2 separate regions of the Gossypium hirsutum genome follow, and region 1 is linked to region 2. A link is a contact called in public Hi-C data. All regions are on one chromosome and are shown on one strand. The core of a region is the stretch at or near the end of the contact, and the rest is flanking DNA. Distances in the headings are between cores, read along the strand shown.

Region 1 (2,704 bases), core at 145-2,644, 560 kb after region 2:
ATACAACCTAAGTGTACTTTTACATAACCTCTTTTATGAGCTTGCAAGTTATATGTATACCAACCATCAACTAAGACACCTGGAGTGAAATAATACTTCCCATTAAGAGTCAAAAATCCAATTTCTCTCGACAATAAATACACCTGGACGGAATTGATGAACACCACCTATATTCAACTACCATTTTTACAAATTCACATTAAAGAGCTGAAGGGTTTTATTATTATTAGTATTATTTCTTTCTTTAGCCTTTTATGATGTTTGCAAGTTCACAGCCCAGTAACCTTCTCCACCACAAAATGCGGTACGGAAATATAGTCTCTCCTACCTTCATTACTTCTCTTTACTTTTAAGGGAAACCGATCGCAGGAGCAATAAAAATAAATTCAATAATTAAAATTATTTTGTTATATTTTTATTTATCATAATATTATTTTTAGTTACATTATTATAAAATATGTTTTTTATTTCAAAATGCAATATTAATAAATTTTAATTTTATAATATTAGTAATTAAACCTAAATTTTTAAAATTAAAAATTAAAAAAATCTAAATTTATAAATAATAAAATAATTTATAATATATTTTAATCAAAAAAATAATTGAAGAGACCATCATTGTGTTAAGTATTAAAAGACAACACAAGTTTTAAGTAATATAGAGGATAATCAACGGCAGAAATAGTAAAACAAACCCGAAAGGTGTAAAAACAAAAAGGAACACGCGTCCTAATCCCAGGGCTAGCCGCCCAATTAATGACCCATACTTCTTGGTCAGAATGACCCCCGTTATTTCACCTTTGGTAATAATATTCTAATAGTTACTATGAACAAAAACGTGCTGATTAAAATTTTAATGGTAATTCAATTATTATTGGGTTTTTATTTTTGTTGTTTAATTGTGAAAATTCTAAAAATAAAAAAAATTTAAAATAAAAATAAAAATAGATATTTAAAAGGAAACTATAAGTATCAAACTATTACAAATGAATTATCAAAGTAATTATAAAATCAAATCAAATCATTATAATATAAATAAATTAAGAATTGATACAATTCAGACTAAAGTCAACAAACTAAACTAAAATCTAAATACATGTTAAAATTTTGACACCATATAATTATGCACAATAAATCTTAAACTTAAATGCTAAAAACCCATAAAAATCATTTAAGAATTGACCCAATACCACATTAACAAATAATAATATTTCTAAGTTCGGTAGACGAGCTGATTAGCCTCTTTATGTCAATGTTGTTGCATCAATAAATTTAGGCCCCCTATATGGATGAAGACAGAGAATTGACAATTGATGATGAACACCTACCACAAGTAATAATAAAAGCTGAGAAGGAAATTATTGAACAACCCAACATTTTATACCTATCTCACATGCTTCAGTCTCATGATAATTGGGATCTACAATAAATGTACTACATAAATAGGGCAACCCAAACCCTGAGACCCTCATCAACTCAAGTTAGATATTAGAATCGAGAATCATAATGAACATTGGAAGTGAAGCTCAATATAGAAACATGGTGAAAGAGTTGAATGTAGATGAAGGTGAGTCTTCAGAGCCAGTTAGTCCCACTGGTCAGTATTTCAACAGCTCAGTGCTGTCCATTTGTGTTCTTGCTGTTTTGGACTCCGATATCCCTATCGATGATTCCCCAGCCTTGGCTTTGCTTAAAGATGTCTTCCTTCCCATTAATCCTCGCTTCTGTTCCCTCATGGTATATATATATGTCTTACACTTTATTTTCTCTTTCTCAATCATCTTTCAATGGTGCTAACTATTAAAGTGATGCTGAGAGACAGGTTAAAGATGAAAATGGAGTAAAGCAGTGGAAAAAGGTAGAAGTAAAGCTAGAAGATCATGTAAACATCCCTAATTTTCCACCAGGGTTATCACCAGCATCTTATGACAACCATCTAAGCAACTATCTGTCCAAAATAGCAATGGAACAACTCCCACATAACAGGCCACTATGGAACATTCATATCATCAAGTACCCAACTAGCAATGCAGCTGGTAATCTAATATTCAAGCTCCATCACTCACTGGGTGACGGCTTTTCTCTCATGGGTGCTCTTCTTTCTTGTCTACAAAGAGCGGACAACCCTTCGGTTCCATTGACATTCCCTTCACTTACTTCAGCCCCCACAACCACAAGTCTTTCTCTCAAGACCAACTGCATCTTCAAGAACATTCCTAATGTCTTATGGTCAGCTTTCAACACCGTATCAGATTTTGGGTGGAGCCTGTTGAAAAGCAGCTATGTTGAAGATGATATTAGTTTGATAAGATCCGGGGGTCCTGGAGTAGAGTTCAAGCCAATTGTAGTTTCAACAATGACATTTTCACTTGATCACATCAAACAAATCAAGACCAAGCTTGGAGTGGTATGCTATTTTTTGGTACTAAAATTTATGTCACTTGCACATTAAATAACCCATTAGTTGTTTTCATTCAATCTGCCTTACAATTATGCATTTAATTGAAAAGACTTATATTTTAATAAATAATAGTAATATATTGTTAATGAATTAGATAACAAAATTTTAATTCAAAAATTCAAATCAGGTAAAGTTTATATATAATTTTAATAATTTTTCACATAAATAATTAAATATAAATACTTTAATCTTTTTAGTGAAATGGTAGAGGATATAAAAGATCTAAACATTTAGCCTTATTAG
Region 2 (2,814 bases), core at 124-2,623:
ATACCCCAGTGAATAGCTGATAGAAGAAGAACCTTAGGCAGATGCAGTGCCTATATATTGAATTGCTAGGATAAGCATATTCTTCACAGTCATCACCACATGAACAGCAGCAAAAAGCACCCATTTCTGCCTAGAATGTATATATTTCCGATTACACAATTCTGAAAAAGCTTTCAGAGCTTGCAGAAAAGGTCATAAAAGAATTGTTCACCTTCCTTCCAAATACAAGACAATTCCTATGGGATTAGGGGGAAAAAAGGGAAAAAAAATATTATAACATGAGTCAGGAAAACAACTTTTTGAAATGAACAACAGATTCAGCCTGCTCAAGGGAGAAATAAGAACCTCACTAAACCTTTCGTCACAAAAGAAGCTCAGTTCATCAGTTTTATGACTGTCTCAATTTCAACTCTTTGGACAAAAGTAATCTGATATATAGACAACAAGAAAAAAAATTTAGGATAATGCTAAACAGCAAGAGAACAACAAGTCACCTTCTTCATTAGGAGCTTGATGAATGATATACAATTTGGGTTTTTCATGATAAACAGAATCCTAAAACCACTCCATTTTGTTTTACCATAACCATAAAGTTCCTTTCCAACAATGAGTTAACTTACAATATTGCAAATAAATTCACAAGTTAAAACAAACACATTGAACATTCATTGTCCTTCAGAATGGTGATAAATAAAACAACTCAAATAATCAGCACTGACCGTTCTTCATTACAGACATAAAATCCCACAACGAAATTACAATCTCCTACACTAAAAAAGCACTTTCAAGAAATTTGTTAAGTTCAGAGTCGATAACCATACTTATAAACAAGAGAAACAGGCAATCAGCTATCTTATTTTAGAAGCTATTTCAGCGCAAAGACAGAAACTTTAACAAAAAAAAAAGAAAAGAACATCAATCTGTTTCTCATCGCATTAACAAAAAAAAAACACCAAACAAAAATTAAAGTAATGAAACAATAGTTACCCATCATCGACTATAAGACCACCATTTTCACGACCGTAAGTTTTCTTAGAAAAAAAAAGAATCAGGAAAGTTAGGGTTCCTGTAAAAGAAACAAAGAAAGAGAAAAAGGGAGAGATAGATAAGGGGGGACGTTCCTACTTCTATATTGAAGCAGACGAAAATAGATCCCAAGAGTAAGACAATCTAAGGAGCGGCCTGGGCGGAAGACAAAGATTAAATTTTTAATCTTTTTTCCTGATAATTTAGGGGGAAAAAATAGGCAAAAACCGCGTGGACGGAAAAGAGGTGCTTTGATTGCAGTAGGTAACTAGAAAGAAACGGATTTGGTAAAGGGGTAGAGAATGGAGTGGACCAGCTTATCATTAAGATAATAATGTTAAATCTGTCCAACTGACTCATTGTTTTGCTTTCCATCTTGAATTTGTTAATTGCCGACAGCTTCATGTTGATTGAAATTTATGCTTTAACTCATTGTTGTATTAACTATAATATAAATTAACATAATAAAATGGGTTAATTCAGCACAAGTCTTCAATGTATTAATTGTGCGTTAAAGACTTAGGGTGGATTTGGGATGGTGGTGCGGTGCGGTGCGATGCAGTGTGTTTAGTTTACTTTTTGTCTCATGCTACAATATCGTTACAGTATCTAATCTTATCGTCACCGCTATTTTTATTCTAACTGCAGATAAACGCACTGCTCATCCAAACTTACCTTTAAAATAAAATATTTTAAAGTTTTGAGAAATAAAAATTTCAGTCGAATGTCTTCCAAAATTTGTATAATTTTGCATTATGACCTACAATACCACTAACTAGTTGATGTTAATTCATATTTTGTGTAATTGTCGCTTCCACATCGGAGTTGGATGTAGTGATCAATAACTTACTTGATCTTGCCAGGAAAACAAATAAGATTCTTAGAATCTCGATTCATCAATTATTTTAACAATGTATCGTGTTGTTAGTAATTTTTTACTTAATCAAGTTTCGAAATTCACCTCAAATATTTGGTAGCCAATTAAAATTAATTTATCTCTTAAAAAATTTTATTAGATTATAAAAAATAGTATTTACTTTAGAAGTTGAACTGTAAAATTTGAGGGATTATTTTGAAGAGTACTTAAGTTGAAGATTATATTGGAGGGTTTGATTGGATTAAAACTTTGACTATTTGGGAGGGTAGTTCCAACTTCCATGGGAGAGCAGTTATTTTTTATTTTTTACGAGTCGATTTTAACGATGTAAAAAGGTGTGTGTAATTTTGAGGCTGCAATTATCCTTGGAATGAGTTTATATAATGGATTTATTCTCACCATAGAGGTAGATTGTTGAACTAAGCTGTGTAATTAATCTTGTGTGATTTGTACTTTTTTATTATTTTGGTTATTTTATTCAATTCTCACCATTTATTGTTATAAATATTGTAGAGGTAGTAGAGTATTGTCTAGTATCTTTAATTTTTTTTTGTCTATTAGGGGTGAGTAAAATTTAATTTGATTTAAAAAAATCGAAAAAAATTTTAAATTTCAAGTTGATTGAATTGAATTATTTGAATTATTCGAGTCAACTTGAATAACTCGATTCAGGTTTCGAGTTCGAATTGAGTTAAATTTCACAATTTAAATAAAAATAATTCGAATAACAGATTGGTGTAAATACCTTTTTAGATATTGTCAACTTTGAAAATAAGTAAATTGGTCACTCTCTTAACAAAAACTTTAAAATATTTATAAAAATTTCAAAATTTATATTTTTAAAAAATATATAAAAATTTTAAAAAATATATAAAAAAAGTTTAAAATTTTAAATAAGTTTTAAAATCAAA

Evidence for each region. Hi-C and Micro-C count contacts between places; a contact is called where the count stands out from the background.
Region 1: a Hi-C map of leaf shows a contact between it and region 2, with 1.9 times the contacts expected there. The contact joins the promoter of LOC107898968 here to the promoter of LOC107898982 in region 2. A contact is called at or near these places in 2 of 34 Hi-C or Micro-C datasets (callus and leaf).

Annotation. Positions count from the first base shown.
Region 1 is chrA04:81,685,738-81,688,441 of Gossypium_hirsutum_v2.1, forward strand. It overlaps LOC107898968 (O-acyltransferase WSD1), which reads left to right and starts at 1,395. Exons shown (of 5, transcript XM_041111511.1): 1 at 1,395-1,737; 2 at 1,823-2,407. The coding sequence starts at 1,507.
Region 2 is chrA04:81,129,507-81,132,320 of Gossypium_hirsutum_v2.1, forward strand. LOC107898982 (E3 ubiquitin-protein ligase At3g02290) reads right to left here and starts at 1,374. Exons shown (of 6, transcript XM_041111491.1): 1 at 988-1,374; 2 at 346-428; 3 at 5-130. The coding sequence starts at 124.